Regions from separate parts of the Pan troglodytes genome. Here region 1 is linked to region 2. The links are chromatin contacts, called in public Hi-C maps. All regions are on one chromosome and are shown on one strand. Each heading gives the region's core, a stretch centred on a gene start, on an enhancer-like site or on the middle of the called end of the contact. The rest is flanking DNA. Distances are from core to core; before and after follow the strand shown. Region 1 overlaps TENM2 (teneurin transmembrane protein 2). Region 2 overlaps TENM2 (teneurin transmembrane protein 2).

Evidence for each region. Hi-C and Micro-C count contacts between places; a contact is called where the count stands out from the background.
Region 1: a contact with region 2 is called in a Hi-C map of stem cell-derived neural progenitor cells, with 4 times the contacts expected there. The contact joins two enhancer-like sites. A contact is called at or near these places in 4 of 7 Hi-C or Micro-C datasets (blood, induced pluripotent stem cells and stem cell-derived neural progenitor cells) and 1 of 1 datasets of contacts at active chromatin or transcription factors (stem cell-derived excitatory neurons).

What each region holds. Positions count from the first base shown.
Region 1 is chr4:165,890,129-165,895,520 of NHGRI_mPanTro3-v2.0_pri, reverse strand. TENM2 (teneurin transmembrane protein 2) reads right to left here. Exons shown (of 40, transcript XM_054685276.2): 33 at 5,211-5,365; 34 at 3,134-4,008. Among named protein-coding and RNA genes, the nearest start is that of WWC1, 72 kb to the left of the region's middle. Within about 2 kb of position 2,195, at least 6 of the 24 cell types and tissues checked have an H3K27ac peak or open chromatin away from gene starts, as enhancers often do. A contact at or near this core is called in stem cell-derived neural progenitor cells, where this site is marked.
Region 2 is chr4:165,245,865-165,251,484 of NHGRI_mPanTro3-v2.0_pri, reverse strand. All of the region lies in intron 14 of TENM2 (teneurin transmembrane protein 2), which reads right to left. Among named protein-coding and RNA genes, the nearest start is that of WWC1, 720 kb to the left of the region's middle. Within about 2 kb of position 3,069, at least 11 of the 24 cell types and tissues checked have an H3K27ac peak or open chromatin away from gene starts, as enhancers often do. A contact at or near this core is called in stem cell-derived neural progenitor cells, where this site is marked.

The sequences.
Region 1 (5,392 bases), core at 946-3,445, 640 kb before region 2:
GTCTGACTCTTGTATCCACTCTACAGTTAGTTGAGTGAAACCTGAGGGGTAGGAAGGAGACAGAGGTGTGCTTAATAATTCCTCTCAAATCCCATTAGCCTATACTCTGAGTTAAACTTCTATATGCCAAGCGCTTTGCTAATTTCTAAAAATGTATTATCTCAGTGGATTAGCACAGGGCTCCTGTTGTTAATTTGCATTTTTATCCCCATGTAACAGATGAGACATTGAGGCTCAGAGAGGTTAAATAACGTGTCCAACGTCAATCAGTAAGCATGTGGCAGAGATGGACTCCACACCCCTGTCATCCTGATCCTAAGACCTAGGAGCTTTCTGGTATAAGATGCTGCCTTTTGGGGAAGACTGTGAAAACCTGAGTTCCCTCAGGGATGTAACTAAATCAGGCTACTTCTTCTATCAAGACCCAATGGCCTGCATCTGGGGAAATCTTAATTCCAAGGTTGGATGTCTTGGAAGTTTCTGGAACTGGCTGATCATAAAATGGGTCCAGGAAGATTCGATAGTGTTATTTTTTCCTACCCCTCTCTCTCTCCTGCTTCCAGAGTCATTGATAGGCTGGTCTTATTGAGTTACATCTTCCCAAAAATTCAGGGACAGTTCCCATGTGGAGTCTGAAGGTGGAGTTACAAATTCCATTCATAGCCCTGCTTTACAACGCTAGTGTGCAATGCAAAGAACGCTGGGCTTGGAGATCTGGATTCCAGTCCTGCTTCACTACCAACTCCCTGTGTGGTCTTAGGGGAGTCACTTCGATTCTCTGAGCCTCAGTTTCTTTATCAATAAAATGGGGATAATCAAATCCATATTTAGACAGTCACTGTGACAACACGGCAGATAAATGGCTTCTCTACCTCATGTTCTATGCAGAAAAAAAAGATATGGCCACTCTTCTCACCTATAGGGGGATTTGTACTCTGCCCCCCGTAACAGAGTGGGAAGAGAGGAATCCCCCTAAGGAAGCTCTCACTGAAGGACAAATCATTTTCTTTCTTTCTTTTTCTTTTTTTTTTGAGACAGAGTGTTGCTCTGTCGCCCAGGCTGGAGTACAGCTGCGTGATCTCAACTCACTGCAACCTCCACCTCCTGAGTTCAAGTGATTTTCATGCCTTTGCCTCCTAAGTAGCTGAGACTATAAGTATGCACCACCACACTTGGCTAACTTTTGTATTTTCAGTAGAGATGAGGTTTTTCCATGTTGGCCAGGCTGGTCTCAAACTGCTGGCCTCCAGTGATCCTCCTGCCTTAGCCTCCCAAAGTGCAGAAATTACAGGCATGAGGCATCGCTCCCGACCAGGACAGACTTTTCTAGTAGCCTCACAGCCTCTGTGTGGTTTTCTTCATCACCCTTTCTCTAAAGTTTTGGCTAAGGCTATGCAGTGTTGGTCTTGACCACACTGCCCTGACAGGAGGTGAAGTTATGTCTGATTTTTAAGTTGGCTGTGTGTCTTCCAATTGGCTGATCATGTGCCAAAAGTGCCATAAAACAAAAAGAACTCACCATCTTTTCAGGTAGAAAAGAAAACCCTATACATTTGAACCCCACAATGGAGAATTTGTGATCACTGGATTTATCTACATTATGAAAAAAAGGGCAGCTTATCAAATTAAGATAAAAAAATTCAGTTTCAATGTAACTTCTGAACATTTTAAAACACAATTACGAGTCATGCCTATGTTTTCATTAAACTAGGGACACTTTCTGGAAAATACTTTCCCTTTTAGAGTTCAGATCTGTGGATGCACTTGAACCCAAGCTTCTTTATGACAGTCTGTAAACCAGGCCCAGTTCAGGCTGGCCTCCCTGAGACGGATGTTTTTTCCCCCTCTTTCAGGAGAGCCAACAAATTGTTTCTGAAATGCATTAGGTCTTTGGTTGAAACTGTCAGAAAGGAAGATGAAAATCTCGGAGGTGTTTGGGTGAGTGTATAGCTTCAGCCTAATTCGGTATGAGAGCCAAGGACAGCACTCAGATGGTACCCTCGAGGGCAGAATCACTGGCTGGTAAAGTTTGATCAAAACTACAGTGTCCTGAAGGGTATTAAGATGCTTCAGAAATCTCAAGCATCATTAAGGTGCTTGAGAAAGAGTTGCCCAAAGAAGAAAGTCAGAACCAGGGAAAGCAATTCTTCTGCAATGCACTAAATATCCAGCAGGTGGCAACAGCTTCCTTTTACATTCTCCCAAGACCATTGGCATACAAACAGGAAGTAAACATTGCTGGGTTTAGGAATGATCAACAATGAGGTTTTCTGTTCTCCCTCTTGTCCCCCCCCTCCTTTTTTTTTTTTGCTGTGCCAACTCTCCCTAACTTACTACATTCTCAGCTAGCAGCAGCATCCAGACAAAACACAAGCAAGGACTCCAAGTACACAGGGGTTAACACACTCCTTCATCACCTAGGAGAGCCAGATATTTATAAATTCTGCTCCAGTCTCAGCCAGCCACTGGGAGAATCATGCCTAGTAACTTCCTCCAACCAGCATCCCACCATTAGTACCTACAGCAGCAGACACTTTGACCAAGAGCTGCCTGCAGGAGCTAGGAAAAACAGCTTTTTGCAAAACAAGCGTCAGGACTATTAAGTATGAGATAATTGTTAGGGGAAATATGACCAGCTCTCGCATCTTTTAATATACCTAATGCTTTATCTGTATCGATCTGCTTCTGCTAAGGAGGAAATTCAGAGTTTATCTACCTGTCTGTGCAGTCAAGTGTGTTGCTGGACCTATTGGCAAATCACAGGAGCCCCACTGGGATCTTGCCTTTTAGGTTCTAATTTCCGCACCCATGGCAAACTTGAATAATCAGCAAAGTTAATCAACATTTTACCTCCCAGGTGCTGTGCATGTCCAATATCCTGAAATTTGAACAGCAAGCAGGCAACAGGAATTCCCAACTCTAGTAGGGAGGATGCTCAATATCAGAGATCCATTAGAGCAAATCATTTCAGAGTCAGGGAGAGGGGACATGAATATCTTGAGGCCATAAGACATCATTAAAGTTAGAAAGACAACGTGACAAAGCAATTTAAAAAGCTACACAAACGACCCAGTCCTAATGCCAGCTAGGGCAAGGGAAGGGCTCTTCAGAGATGCTTTACAAACCCACTTACTCATAGAAAGTCGTCCATCCTGTTTCATCGCTCTTGGTGGCCAGGAGCCCAGTGTTCCCATCATAGGTCATGAGACCAAGCTCCAGGTTCTGTGTGGACACGACTTTGAGGCCTCCATTGGTGCCCACGGTGAGGGTGATGATCTGGTTGTCAGGCATGAGCAGGTGACGGGGCATGCCACTGCTGTCCCGACGGATCTTCAGGGAATTCCCATTATTGTCAATCAATTCAGTGACATCATTGTCAGTACTATATGTGAAATTGTACAAGTACTCCCCTGTCACCAGGCTCACAGTGTATTGGTGGATGCCATCAGCGTTGAAGACATATAACTCCTGCTCTCCGGGGGATGCAGCCTCATACTGGTTGAAGGCATTAAGAACAGGCTTGTTCTTGCTGACCGCCCTGATCCGAATATTTCCAAGGTCTGCAATGTAGATGGTACCATCTGGAGCTACAGCTAAGGATGATGGGGAATTCAAGATGGCATCAGTCGCGTAGGCATCATCTCCTGAATAGCAGTTGCAATTGACATCGTTTTTGCAGTCGCAGTCCGAGGCTGCCCCAGCTAAAAGGCAGATCTCCCCGTTGGTTGTTACCTGGCGTAGACGGTTAATCTTCTTCTCATCTGTCTCAGTGATGTAGAGGACCCCAGTGTGAGAAATGGCAATGGCACTGGCTGACTCCAGGGCAGAGTGAATGGCTAGTTTGCTGAGTGAGTAGTCAATGCCAGGAACTTGGCAGTGCATGGGGCGTCCCGCAATGATGCTGACTTGGTGGTTCTCGGTGATTCGAAGGATGACATTGTTCTCTAGAACATACAAGGAGTTATCCATGGGATTGACAGCAAGGTCTGTTGGCCACTCCAGACGAACCTGTGGATGACGTGGTATCAGATTAAAGAACAGCCTTTAATATGTCCAACGTTTAACTGTAGGGCACTTACTGGTTTTATATATCTAGGAAAAAAGACAGCTTTTTAATAACACATTGTATTAGAAATGCTCTTCATTGAACCAGCTGCTCATTGCCCATGATGAGTGGGTGTGATGGAGAAGAAGAGATAATATAATATATATTTTCTACCGTGTCACCTGCCATGACCAGAACAGGCCATCAGCTCTACCTATGATGCTGCTTCTCAGCTTCAGATGGCTGGACCAGCATCAGAGCTGTTACATATGGTTGCACAGGTAGTTCACTGCACAAGAGACCATGCCATCCAGCCCATACTCTGCTCTCCAAGCAGACGCCTATGGAAGCTATGTACATTTAGAGGCGGCACCTGTATCTAATTCACAAAAAGGAGCCATGTGACTTGGAAGATGGCTCTGATCCAAGGGGAGCCAAAGTGCAGGCTCGCCAGCAAACTACAACTTGAGTGTCTGCTTTAAAAAATAAACTGAACCAAACGCATTCTTCCTCTACGGAATTTGAAATAAAAATCTCAGTAGCAAGTTGTCTGTTGTGGAACTTGAGCTGAAATTTATGAGGCTGGCCAAGGGTTGAAAAGGCCGTTATAGAAAGGCTGAACATATATTCCAGGCTGTCTGAGAACAAATGCTGTACATTTGAGTGAGCCTCTGTTCTCTGCCTCTCTAACAGCCCAAACTAAACACACACTTTGGGTGATATTGTAGAGGGCTCTGCTCTAGTTACTACTGCACAAAGTAAAGGTTTATATAGTGAGGATGCAATCATTTCAGATTAACGGGAAAGTTCTGATTGACATATAACACTGTACAGTACATTCTCAAACCTGCAATAATGATGGAGAAGGGAGGTAATTACACAGCAGCTTCTACCCTGTAATCTGCCACGGCTGGAGTGTGTCACCAGTTCCACTTTTCTCAACAGTTTTCCCTCTCTCTTGCTCTCTCTCTCTCTCTCATACCTATCTGACATTTTCCACTCCATCTTACTGTTTAGCTCATCTCAGGCTTTCTCCAAACAACCCTGTGATCTGTATCTGTATCTCTCCCTCCCATTCCACTTCCAAACCAAACAGGAAACAGGTAAGAACCTCAGGCCAAGGGGCAGGTGTTGCTTAGTGAAGAGAAATAAGAAAGAGTCTCACCTGGGCTACATCCATGCTGGAGTCACAGCTCAGCGGCCGGACGGCAGTGAGGTCATTGGAGCCCAGCAGGGTGGAGATGATTCCATTCTGGTCAACCTTCCGGATCATGGTGGCATCGACAAAGTACATGAGCCCATTCTTGTCTACTGCAATACCTGAGCAAGACAAGCGGTGTGGATTTA
Region 2 (5,620 bases), core at 1,820-4,319:
TTTATAATGCGTTTGATCATTACTCTTCTCAGGGTATTCTATTTCAGTTCTTCCTCTGACATCATATTTGCATGTTAAAGGGTTTTAGCATTCAGGGATGAAATGTTCTGAATAGTAATGTGCAGTTAAGTTGATTTTTTAAAAACGGAAAACAGCAAACAGACATTATATATAGGGACTAAAGAGAACAATCTCATAATTTTAAAATCGAACTCAAGTTTTAATAGCTTTCTATAGAACATCATAAACGGTAATGATTCAATATAATTCATTAATTAGCAAATTATGCAAAATGCTATCAGCAGAGTTTGGGGAGAAGAATCTTTTTCCTTGGCTTTTATAAGTCTACTGCATTTCTTTTCTTCCTGTAAAAAAAAAAAAAAAAAAATGCTCTTTTCTTTGCTCTCCAGCAACATCTACTGGAAAATTCAGAAAAATGCTATTTATATGAATCAAATAGTTTGAGTAAGGATAGCTTTGATTACCATCTGCCTAAAAAGTACATGCTGAACTACAATCCAGTTTACAATGAAATTATTTCTGCTTACTTTAGTTCTATTTTGTTCTTTAAGGAAAGGACAGTTGTTTGACGAGGCAAATAGCCAAGTCGCAACTTCAAATTTATCATTGCCTCACCTGGAAGAAGTCATTTTCATAAATAAAAGCAAAGCATATATGATACAGACAACATACTTCTCTTGGCCCATCCCTTCAACACTTGCCACTTATTTGAGAAATAATCATCATTATCAGCAGCAGAATAACAGCTTTCAATAGTTAGGTATAGCTGGAGTCAGAGAAAAATTTCATGCAGGAAAAAACGATGTAGAAAAAAAAAACGAGATTGAATTTGAGAAAAGCTACTTCAAGATTCTGCAAAGTTTCTTAAGCTGAAAAAAAATTACATGTGATGCGATTTTAAAAACTCACTATGCTACCACCAGCACGATTGCATCAAACATTCGACAGCAGTGTCTTTTTCTCTTGTCTACATCTTTCCCTATTCTTTCAACCATGAGGAAAAATTAAGCCTCCCCAACCTGTATCAGGGGCTTCTTAGGGAACTTCCACCAGAGATTATCTCTGGATGATGAAGTATGATCAGACCCACAGTCCATTTGGTCTCTACTCCCCACTACTCAGCAGTTTCTGATGTCCTCATAAAATTGGATTCATAGGCTGCACCCACAAGATGCCATCAGATGGTCTGGAAAACGCGAGATATGCCAGGGTATGATATTGAGGAGCAAGTTCGGTTTGGAAACTTGGGAAGAAAAAATCTTATCTCCAGACAAATACATAAAATATCCTCCCTTCCGTGGCCGCTGAAATCAACAATGCCATAGTAGTGCAGTTCTTTCTAGGACCAAACCTAGTACAGGTACTGAAGTCACCCTTGTATATATCATTCCAGAGGAGGATTCTTTTAACTGGATTTTGTACTTTTAATATTCAGATTTTCTCATAAAAACATTTAAAAATGAATTTTAAACATTCTATGCTATCTTTTAGGTAAAATCTTAGATATAATCGGGATTTCTGTTATCCTTAATTAGAAACTTGGCTAATCAGAGGTGGGTTTGGGTTTTTTTTTTTTTTTTTTTTGCTTTCTCAAATCTCAGTTTATTCATGTCAGCAATACATTTTAGCAGCAGAAGCAATGAACACAGACTCAACAAAGACTGAGGTTAAAAACACATAATCAAAACTTTAAAACAACAGAAGTAGCAACAAAAATCAAGTGCTGGGAGATCATGCATTTTGTGTTTGTTCAATGTTAAAATAGATATGAGCCTTTCAAGCTTCACCCCAAAGCTCTTTAAAGGAGACATGCCATCAAATATAATCCACAACTCTCATTCATAGCACACAAAAGGGACATATTTCTAAAAGCTACCTACAATGAAAATCCATATGTATTCCACATTTAGGATCCTGATGCAAAGTTCCGACTCGAGACTGGTAATCAGCCCCTCCATTATTGAGCCGCTTAGAATCTAGAAAGGTTTATCAAACAGCACCTCCAGAGTTAACTCCCATTTCAAACTGTCATAATTCAGTTCTCCTAATTATTTACCAGATCCCTTTCTACAACATGCCCTAACCTGATGTTTTAACTTCATATTTCATTTGGGACAACACTTAATCTCTATTTATGAACCATCAACCTGACACAGGTTAAGGAGATATAAGAAGCGCTTCACCCACAAGATCCAAGCCAAACAAACCCCAGTAGCTCGACTTAAATAAACTCTACCCTTGCTAAAACCTCCAGTGAAAAATTATTATAACACATCAGAAGTTCAGTTAGAAGAAAAATTTCAAATGCCAGCTGTCTCCTAGGGTTTAAGTCCCGGAGTTCAAAAGCAGTATCAATTGGATTATTTTTCTTTCCGTTAGCTGTTTAGAATTTAACGTAATGCAAAGGGCTATTCTGATCAAAATCATCTTTCTCATCTCTCTCCTTAAATAAAACGGAGAAGAAATCATCCAGTATAAATGCATTTACTATACAAATCTATTTTCAATTGAATTTGCTGCATGCTCTAATTCATCAAAATTAATACAGGTACTTTCTATGTTAAACAAAAGGAAGCCGACTGAAAAATCGGCTTCTGCTGCGGATGCCTTTCTCAATTACAAAACGGTGAAAACAGAGATTTAACTAAGCCACTCGGTCAAACCCTCCGATCGGCGCTTACCTGCCTCAGCTGAAGGCTTCCTTCCCTTGTTAGCAGCGTGCAGCATCTCTAGCTCGCTCCAATCCTTACCACCGGTCTCAAATTACACTGCTAAGTCCACCCCCCGCCTTTTTTTTTCTTTCTTTTTTTTTCTTTTCTTGTTTTTTTTTTTTTTTCCAGCAAGAAAATGCTTATTGAAAGTGATTAGTTTTTGTTGTCCCTTTTAAGTCCCTCCTGCGGGAAGGAACAGGGGAGCAATGTGACGCCACCTTTTAATCTTTTGTAAGAGTGAAAAGGCAGAAAAGGAACGCTCGATCAAACTGAGCTGCATACATGCCTAAAACTCGCAGGAGAGGCTGCTGCTGCCTGGCGAAAGCACCGCTAGGCTTGAGTGTAAGAACAGAGAAGAGAGGAGAGTCAATGAATTGTGACAACGTATGTGCATCAAAGGCAGGAGGAGAGAGAGAACAATGAGCGAGGGAAAGACAGCGAGGAGAGAGGGAGAGAAGCAGAGAGAGAGAGAGGGGGAGAGGGGGAGAGAGAGAGAGAGAGAGACAGAGAACATCAAGAAAAGATAGAGCGGGTTTCAGGCAAAGGATTCTCAGAATAAAGCCACAGTGCAGTGTCTGGCAGCTTCTGTTTTTATCTCAGCGAGCATGATACACTGCCTCTCTCATTTAGAAACACATTCGTGTATCTCCCAGGTTTGAAAACTGAGATAATCGCAGTGTGTCTCTGGGTTTGTCTGATTGGCATTTAACTGTGTGGTATACCTGTGATTTTTTAGGATGCATTTATGTGCAATTTATTTCGCATATTTATTTATGTAGGCAAAAATGAAAGCTGCTAATTTCTACGGCAATTTGCAATGTAGTTTTACTGGCAGATGGAACTCTACTTATCATAACTGCTGACAAACTGCCATGGGTAAACAAAAGAAGAAACAAATGCTTCGTCTTGATAATTGTCTTAAAGAAAAAAAAAAAGAGCCCACACCAAAATATTAGCACTACAAAACCTGTGTTTCCTAGTTCAAGTTTAAACGGTGTTTCTCTTCATTAGTTTTCATTAATAAAGGCAAAATAAAAGGGAGGGCATGGTGTCTGAAGGAAAGGTATTGGAAAAGAAGCTATTAGGAAAGTGAAAAACCTAAATTATTTCTGGTTTCCCTCCAAATGTGACAACAGGATTGCTTTCGTGAGTCCTGGAACAGAGTTTTTGAGTCACTATTGCTACAGACTTTTACTGCATCCTTCTCCCTTCCTGTACCATTTTAAAGAAGGTTCCATTTTTGACACGAAGTCGAAAAGAAATGATTTCCCAATTCAAATTGTTTCAAATGGTGTGTCACCAACTTTGTTCCATTTCTACTCATCTCCTACCACATGGGGGCTAGGATTACACAGTTAAATTCCCTAAGTGACCTCTTTTATAAGAATGTAAATTGCTGGTTCCAAGGTCAACTATTTGGTATAAGTTATTGGTGAAAATGACTGCTTATCTTTCATGGTAAGCAGAGCTAAAACAGTAGTAAGTGAACAGGAAGAGGAGATGCCCAAGCTTTTGACTGGCCATCTCTTCGAAATTAAGCAATTCCAATATCCGAAAGTAAATTCTATGTGCCCTACTTATAACAATTATCATTTTAGAAACATAAAAAATAGAAAAACCCAAGTACACAACCATTTCAACTATCTTATGTCCCAACAACATATCCCCGGACCCTAGGCATCTTGCAATTTGGAATTCCTATGTAAGCCACCAGATATAGAATGAGAAATGGTCCAAGAAGAATAACACTCTCTTCCCCCACACTGGCCACATTGCTGTGCCCAAAGAGGGATTGCTTAATCTTGTTAAACTCGAAGTGTCATACTCTTCATGGTTTGCCAATAGGAGGGTATGTTTTTCCCTTGGACCCAAATAAAGAAGTAATCCCCACCTCCACCCTAATGTGCTTAGGATGAAACTCTACTTATCATTAAGGCAGAGCAGAGAGTGGAGAACACACAGGGGCTGAACAGAAGGCAGCTGGCCAGAGAACAGAGAGTGCTCAGATGTAGAAGGGAAAAGGGAGCTGCAAGGCCTGGCTAGCAGGGAGGGAAGTGGTGACTGGGAAATCCGGAAATCTCTGCGGACATTTTGCGGAGTGTATTGGAAGCAGCCTCCTTTAAATGACATTATTGATACAGGTTCTATAGTTAAAATTTACTTTATACAAGGGAATAAGTGGACTGAGAATTTTCTGCCAATAAAAATAAAGACCCAGTTACAAGGACGCAACTATTTCAACACGCAACTATTTCAGCACAATAAAAACAGGGGAAGGGGCCCGAGGTTTATTGAACAGCATCTGCAAAACATTGTCAATGAAAGATAAAAAGAAATCTCCAAAGCAGACAAAAGGAGAGATTTTTTTAAAGCTACAAATGGCTATCAGTGCTGTTGTTTATTTTTACCGCTTCCTTAGTGAGGAGGTGGGTTCCCTGAGTGGATATCATTTGTAGTGGAGTGGATATGTGTGATTTAAGATACCTTGAGTAGGGTGGGGGGCTAGGTGATTATACTGGGGTGACCAAGTCATATTAATATTTCTTACAGGAATGTAACTTTTATGTGACTTATTTCTCTGTGGGAGAGCTTTACATTCATATGCTTATATGACAGCGTATGATACGGTAGTTAAGTGCTCAGTTTTTGGAACCAGGTTACCCTGCCTAAGATTGAATCCCAGCTCCACTACCTACTGCTGTGTGACCTTGACTGAGTTATTTTGTCTCACTGTGTCCTCATCTTAAGATGGGTGTAAGGCTACCTGCTTCATGGGTTGTCATTAAGAATAAACGATGCCTGTGCCGTGGTAGGTCCTGCTCCCAGCACATAGCAAGTGCATCAGTAAATGTGAACTTCTATTGTTAGGAAACCCACTCAACAGCTTT